Linked DNA regions of Gossypium hirsutum: region 1 is linked to region 2. Evidence: chromatin contacts called from public Hi-C data. All regions are on one chromosome and are shown on one strand. The core of a region is the stretch at or near the end of the contact, and the rest is flanking DNA. Distances in the headings are between cores, read along the strand shown. Region 1 has its middle 6.0 kb from the start of LOC121214371. Region 2 holds the start of LOC107916914 (ABC transporter G family member 9).

Evidence for each region. Hi-C and Micro-C count contacts between places; a contact is called where the count stands out from the background.
Region 1: a contact with region 2 is called in a Hi-C map of leaf, with 6 times the contacts expected there. The contact joins the enhancer-like site here to the promoter of LOC107916914 in region 2. A contact is called at or near these places in 8 of 34 Hi-C or Micro-C datasets (hypocotyl and leaf).

The regions. Positions count from the first base shown.
Region 1 is chrD01:7,708,092-7,712,298 of Gossypium_hirsutum_v2.1, reverse strand. No RefSeq gene overlaps it. Among protein-coding and RNA genes, the nearest start is that of LOC121214371, 6.0 kb to the right of the region's middle. Within about 2 kb of position 2,353, at least 1 of the 9 cell types and tissues checked has an H3K27ac peak or open chromatin away from gene starts, as enhancers often do. A contact at or near this core is called in leaf, where this site is marked.
Region 2 is chrD01:7,616,594-7,620,880 of Gossypium_hirsutum_v2.1, reverse strand. It overlaps LOC107916914 (ABC transporter G family member 9), which reads right to left and starts at 2,576. Exons shown (of 4, transcript XM_016846290.2): 1 at 2,365-2,576; 2 at 1,479-2,271; 3 at 1,079-1,401; 4 at 137-990. The coding sequence starts at 2,463. The coding sequence ends at 322.

The DNA.
Region 1 (4,207 bases), core at 1,104-3,603, 92 kb before region 2:
TGCGTCACAATAAAATAAGTAAATAAATAAAACTTGTGCCGACAATGAAAGAGAATCCCAATTTTCTAAACATTTTCCGGCTGCGTTTTCTGTAGGATTCTTTTTCATCTTTTCCACATGTATTAATTCGCTTTAATTATTCTACTTAGACTTTATTCTCTCTCTTTTTTTTTTTGTTATTAAATGAGAATACTTTTTTTACATCTTAATAAAATTATCATATTTTAATTTTTGGTTTTAAAAAATTTAACATTGATTAAATATTTGCAATATATTGATAAAAGTTTGAAAAAAAAAATTATTATACTCCACAGGTATTCCATGTGGCGACATTTAATTTTATTTTGATTTAAGTCTAGATTAAACTCTACTAAGATGGTAATTATTATATTAGGGATGGGGCTAGTAGGAGGCTCGACCCCCTAAAATAAGAAATTTTCCTTTTAATCTTTTAAGATTTTTAAAATTTTAATTTAATAATAGTAAAATTGTACTTAAGCTCTCAAAAATGATAAAGAATCGATTTAGTCCTTTAAAAATTATAAATATTTAATTTATTAAAATAGTAGAATTATATTTTTACTATTATAAAAAAATATACAATTTAATTCTAATCTCTTAAAAAATTTTCAAGTTCACCCTAATTAGGAACCCACTTTAAACCCTAATTTGCCCATAAATATCTTCCTTCCAAGATTAAGAGGATGATCAGAACAATAAAGAGAACATGACACATACAATAAAACCATCACTCTGCTAATATGCTTAAGGGTGTGTTTCACTAGATGGAAAAGTGAAAAAAAATTGATTGCGCTTAGTTGAAAATAAAAGTGAGAGGAAAATAAAAGTGAGATCATTTTTCATTATAAAAAATCAATCCTTTCAAATAGAAATGGTGAGATGAGAGAAAATAAGAGAAATGCCTATGTTAATTTAAAATTATGTACTTTTCAAATATATATATATTTAACCATTACCAAATAATGAATTAAAAGAAAATTACATTTCTTTCCTACCAAGACACCTATAATATATATTATATATAATCAGATTCAACCTTTTAAAACTCCGTTCTATTTCTGATTTTTTTGATGTGCATTCGTAAAAAAAACTTACAAGGGGATCCTATGGCTTTTATAGCCGAATCCTATTATTAAACTATCCTCTATCTGCCTATTTACTGTCATTTCTGTTAGCATGCTCTATGGTTGTATTCAATTTCTTTGCAGGTGTCAGAGGCGTGGTGATGGTGTGTGAGGAGATAAAGCGGCGCGCATGGACAGAGGCGGCGGTCAACGGCGCCCTAGGGTTTCTCCTTTGTTGCTGCAACAAATTGTTTGTGGGCTAGGGTTGTATTGGGCCTAAGGTATTTTATTTGGGCTGGCAAAATTGGGTTTATTTTTTTATGTAAAATGGACTATGGGTATTTTATTTGTTATTGGGCCCGGGCGAAATCTGGGCTTTACACCTATATTAATTAAAAATTATGTACTTTTCAAATATATATATATCAACATTACCAAATAATGAATTAAAAGAAAATTATATTTTTTTTCCTACCCAGACACCTATAATATATATATATAATATGTTCCAAAATATAGATTTGAAATGCAAATATATTTGGGGTCGAAGATTTTATAAGCAAAATTAGATTTAGATACTAAAGTCTTTTTCTTTCTTGAATTAAATCTATTCAGATTTAGGGGTTTTAGTTTAATTTTACCATCCATTCTTAAATTATGATTCATATTTTAAGTTAGTTTATAAATTTTAAAATATTTTAATTAAATCTTTAAAATATCAATATTGTATTAATTAGATTCTTTTATTATTCTAGCATCAGTTTGTGTGCTAAATGTCAATTTGAATTAAACACAAAACATGTTTAAAACTCGTGAATTAAATTTTAAACACACATATCTAGTGCATGGACAATTTAGATTTGATGCGTTAAAGTAAAAATAGTGTCATCAGAATTTTGAAGTGTTACTTCTTTTTCTTAACACATTAGATTTAAGTTGTTCATGCGATAAGTACAAACATGTTTCGATTTTGATTCATATGTTTCAAACATGTTCCGCATGAGATCTAAGCTAACATTTAACACCCAATTTGATAGTTAAGTTGAAGAAGAACGTAATTGATACAATGCTGATATTTTCAGGATTTAGTTAGAATGTTTTGAAGTTTGATGACTAATTTAGAGTTTAGGTCATAGTTGGGAGATGCAGGATAAATTTTCTTTTTTTGTTTCTTTAACATCATTTTACATTTTAGTATATAATATGGGCCAATTTTGAGAAAATTGTGTAAGTGGCCCTTATATATTGGATAGGCTGGATAATCTGGGCTCAGATTAGTGTTGTTGTTAACCCAGCCCAAATACTCACCAGATTAGCATTGCATTACCCTTCAATTATCTGTCGACCTTAGATTAGAACTATCCATATTTGATTTCGAGACAATCGGTTGGATCTAAATTCAAAGTAAATATATTTAAATTTAGTTATAAAAATATATAAATTTCAAAATAAAAAGTTTAATATTATTATAATATACAAATAATAAACTTGAGTTGTCGGGCCACAAACTAAACCGACCCAATTCGTACGTAAGTCTAGCCAGAATCTATAATGATTGAAATTAAAAAAATATTATAAAAGCTTTAAGGTTAAATCACTTTTAAGAGCTTGAATTTAACAATTACTTTTCATTGGGTTTGAATTTTTTTTGTCTAAATTAATTCCTAAATTTGATTTAACCCAAAATAATGATTTAACTTGAGGTTAAAAAGCTTAATTTTATGTGTAGATGCTTTCTTTTTCTAAGTGGATTTCTTAAATATCTACTTTTGCTCAAATTTGTCCATTTCTGGAAAGTAATTAATTAAAGATCTTCCTATTTTATTTATTGGATTAATTATTAATTAACTAAAATTCTTACTTATGCTATACATTGGTGAATTGTTTATATTTATTAAAATGTGTTGTATTAAATGAATTTTGTTATGAATATCTTATTAAGTGAATGTCCATCATGATCAAGATAAAGTTTTAATGTACAAACGAGAAAGAATAAATAATTTATTTGAAATTAGGATTGAGTGATATTTTTTTTGTGGGAATGAGTCTAGTTAATATGATAGGGGAGCCTAGCCAATATCCAACTCACGGCGATCCCTATTTATTTTTTGTCTCATTGCTTGGATTTTTTAAAATTTATATCTTGTTTTATTTTACTTTTATTGTGTTTTTGGGTCCATGATTTTTTTCTCTTGCTTATATGGTTGATTTCATAATATGAAACGAATTTTGAAGTTTATAATTCTTATCTTACTTTGTTTTTGTTTTTTAATTTTAAATCTAATTTTATAAATCTCTACTATTATTGGGATTGCATTCAATGGATTGCACATTTTTTCATATTACATTCTTTGATTTTAGAATATCTATTAATTTTAGGGACTTATTTCAACCGATTGTAGCACCAAGAATTTTTATACTTGAACAATCAATTTTGAATAAAATATGCATTACTTAGTAAAAAATATTGAATTTTTTATTCAAAATTAATTTTTGATAGCACCAATATTTTTTTAATTGGATAATGATGTTAAGGATAAGACACTATATTATTTAATAACACTTATATTTTAAATCATAGAAAAAGAGTATTGCGTTTTTAACAAACAAATCTTGTGATGTTGTTTAACACAAGCATGACCTTTTTGGAGTAAAAACATTATTGTAATTTGAGCAATATAAATTACGAATTAAAAATGAATATGTTAAATAGAAGTCAATGGTGATAAGAAAGTTCAAAAAAGGTATAATAAATTGTTTAAAATTTGAAATTTTATAATAAATAGTTAACATTTAGTTTCAATGCATCATCCCATTTATTACAAGAATCTAGATATTATAATAAGAGTAAAGAGTGTAAAAATATGGATACAATAAATTTATTAATGCATTCTGAATTCAACTTTTAGAGAGTTTAATTTAAAGAACAATTTTTATTACAACTCTTGATTTAAGCTTAATCTGTCCTACATCAATGAATAAGCGCAGTTTTAAAGTCGTCGTCTCTAAATTGTTATAATTACTCACCTTAAAAACTTCACCTTACAATCAATATCTCTTTCCAAAGGACTAAGAAAAGAGAGCCAAAATACTCAACAAAATAACACTCCAAAGCACACCCT
Region 2 (4,287 bases), core at 1,327-3,826:
CAAGGGATTGCTGTTTGTTGAGATTGATTATAATCATGATTTTTAAGTGTGGTCCCTGATTTCCATAGTCCTAAATACTTATGCATTTGAACTTCACTAAGTGGAAAAGGATCATTACCTTAATTGAAAAAGAATATATAAAATACAAATAATTTCATAATTGATTTATTTTGGTACACCATTCTCTGTATCTCTAATCAAATACATATAATATACAAGCCACTAAAATGAAAAGAAGAAGAAAAGAATGGAAGACAATGGCATCTATAATTTAATTGATACCACTCTTTGGTTTTATGCAAATAATGGATTAAGATTCAGCTACTTGGCCAATTTTTGGGTCACACCAATTCTCATGAGGGCCAAATAAGCAACTAGTCTGTAGATCAAAACCATTAGAATCAGGGCAACAGCTGAGATGAGTTGACCATCTAGCCCCACAGTTTTTATAGGTTGGAAATCTCCTACTAAGCAAACCTTCCCAGGTTCATTACAAGGGTAAGTATCATGTGGCTGGTATTGAGACCCCAACAAGAGTTTGTATGCGTAATGGGTAAGTGCAATGTATTTGATCCATGACATGAAACCCGGAAATTGTTGAATATAGTAGCCGCTGGCGAGTAAGAACGTGAGCATGATGATCGAACCGAGAGTGGCTGCCGATTTCGTGTTCATCACTAAGGCACCAATGGCTAACCCTATGCCTTGAGAGCCTAAGACACATAAAATAAGTGCAAATAGGGTGTATAGGAAACTCCCTGCTGTGGGTTTAAGCCCTGCCATCCAATATGATATTGTGATGAAAACAATGGGAAGTGTAAGCTCCATGGGGAGATCAGATATGATTCTTGACATGAAATATGAAGATAGCCTATACAAGCCCGCAGACCGTTCTTTTTCGAGCATTAAACGTTCTTGAGGGAAGGTGAAAATTGCTTGGTATAGAGGGAACAAACCCCAGAATCCTAAAATAAAGAAGAGGAATCCAATCTGCATGTTTTCAAAATTAACAACATATATCAGCCTATTTTTCTTAAGTTCATCCCATATATCAATGCCATCCAATGTTTATTCATACCTGGTCCTGCAAGTGAGCTACATCAGATTGCCACCATAATAGTCCTAATAGGACAGCTACAACAAGGACCTCAACAGTGTTGAATACGGAGAATGATTCATGTTTCCTTTCCTTAAGTCCCCTTTGAAGCAATACGGTGAACTGTTGCCACCATGTTGTAGGCCACCTTTCAAATGTCTTGCTTTCCATTTGATCATGATGGTGCTTGCTGTTATCCTTGAGCTCTTCCCTTAGTTTCTCACCAATGTTGCTCTTGTATGCTGAAACTAGTGTTGTCTTCACCAGGGTTTGTTCCTTTGGTGACTCATTTGATGATGTAATACCTATATAAACATTACAGGATTCAAATCAGCTGAAGTATATGTATGCAAAATTGTCACTATAAGATTAAAGCATATACCATTTGAAAGGTCCAATAGGAAATCTGAAGGGTTCATGGCAACTGATGGGGCATATCCGATTCTCGAAAAATAATCCATAGTAGCCGATCCTTGTCCAAAATACAAAGGGTTACCCTCTGATAGCAGCAAAACCTTATCAAACATGTAAAACAGTCTACTTGATGGCTGGTGTATTGTCAGCACAATTGTTCTTCCACCTTTAGCAAACTCCGACAACGTCGACACCAGCCTTTGAGCCGTAGTTGAATCCAGACCCGATGTAGGCTCGTCTAAGAACAACAAGCTTGGGTTTATAAGCATTTCTTGACCTATACTAACCCTTTTTCGCTCCCCACCCGAAACTCCTCTGGTAAATGGGTCCCCAATGATGCTATTCTTGCAGTCAACTAGTCCAAGTTCATTGATGACAGCTTCAGCATGCATGATCTTCTCTTGTTTACTAAAACTATTCGGCAATCGAAGCAGAGCGGTAAAAACGAGCGTTTCGGTGACGGTCAAGTGAGGGTATAGAACATCATCTTGAGTCACAAACCCTGTGTTTCGTTTCACTGAATTGGAGAAAGGCTTGCCATTGTAAGTTACGGTTCCACTGAGGCAACCACCTAGGGGACCCCCTAATGCAGTCAATAGTGTTGTTTTGCCACTGCCAGATGGACCAAGCATGGCTAACATTTCTCCTGGTTCAACCACCCCACTAATCCCATTTAAGATCACTTTCTCTCCTGAACCTGATTTCTTCTGAAAATAATTACCCGATTTCCCAAACTTGATTGAATAAACAACATCAACAAACTGTAAAAAAACAAACCATGAAAATACAACCATTCTAAACTCAAAATTTACAATCTTTTAAAAAAAAAAGAAAAAGAGAATCACTGTTCATACCTTTAAAACAACAGATTCATTTGTACTCTTGAAGATAGCTGTTGGTTTCATGTTATCTTCTGACTTATTTGCAGCTTCAACATCCAACTCTTTCGCCATTCTTACTAATCCCTGCAAAAAGAAACTTCTGGTTTCCTCTCTTTCTCTTTAACTTGGAATTTAAATATTTATAAATTGTCAAGTCTTATCTGTTTTAAGTAATTAGTTGGTAATGATTATGAACCTCAGCTATTTAATTTGTTGCTGGGAAGCAATGTTTGACGGTTGACCAAATATCATACTTTCTATATGTTACTTCCATGAATGTCACTGATTTTGTTTTGTTTGAGTAACCATGTTGTAGATTTTTAAAATAGCCAAATATATATATATATTTTCTTTGCAACTTGGTCATTGATTTTAAAATAAACGTTGCATTTAGTTATATTTTTAATAATTATCCCTTTTTCTAAATACAACTTTGCATTTGAGTGAGGAGTGTACCAAATGATTCTGAGTTATATTTTTCTAAAAAATATTTAGATATATTTTTAAAGAAAGCAGCCAGACAAATGCGGTTGTCACGGCTGTCATGATGGACCAGCCATATTTCACATCTCCATAATTTATTGGATCTTGACTTTTTTTTTTTTGGTAAATATAGATTTTTCAAACGGTAATATGACATAAACATTGAAATATTTATATTTTTTAATTTAATAATATCATTTTCATATTAAGGTAATTATTCTAAAGGATAGAACCATTTGAAAAAGTTTGCCAGATTTTTCATTTCATAAATCCTATTTTTTAAAATAATTATTTAATACATAATTTGTGTAAAATAAAATATCTTTTTAAAATTTTAAAAAATAAAAAATAGGAATTGAAAATTTTCATCTCGAGCATACAAAAAATAGTAATATACATTGACAATATACTTTTTTTTTTATTTTAAAAAATTAGTTGTGTTTTTTAATATTTAATTTTCTAATATTTTATTTGATTGTGAAATCTAAAAACTCCATTGTACTAAATATTTTCTCATAAAATTAATACTTAAATATTATATTAATATAAAATAAATAATATAAAACTATTCACTACTAAAAATAACTTTTCTAGGTTATAACATTATAAATATCAAAATTATACATGAACTTTGATTTTGTATAATTTTATACATGAAATTTTGGTTTGATCCAATTCTCACAAATTATTAACACAATTATTGATATAGCATCATCTTATGTTTACAGAAATAATTATATTTATCCAATATAAAAATTGATTGATCTATTTATTTCTATAAATGTGTATGATTGAATCAAAATTAAAGTTTCATGTATACATTTGAAACATAATCAAAATTTTATATCTATAATTGCATCAAACTAAAACTCATGTATACAATTGCACATTAAATCAAAGTTCATGTATAATTTTGAGATTTATATAATAATTTATTCTTTTACATTTTCTAAATAGAAATATTGACATAAGTTTTAATTGCTTAAAGCTTTTTATCATGAAACTATTTATTTTTAAATTAATATTTCGTAAAAGTTTAAAATGAATTGTAAAGTACTATACTAATCTTAAATGCCCAAAACACAATTTCATGTATTAAATTAATATAATATTGCATTAATCATATAAATATTTTAAAACTCCTAAAATATTGTAATAATTATTAAATAATATTTTCATAACTTTATATTGTATAAAATTTATTACTAAGTATTTACAAATTATATTTTTTGTATCTTTAATAAAATAATAGTATTATTTATATTAATAATTCATTACATATTATTGAAATATAAGTATATGTGTTTAACAATAGGTTAAATCCTGCGTTAGTCCCTATGCTTTGCGAAAGTTGTGGATTTTGTTCTTGTATTTTTATTTGGTTATTTTTAGTTCATATACTTTTCAAATTCT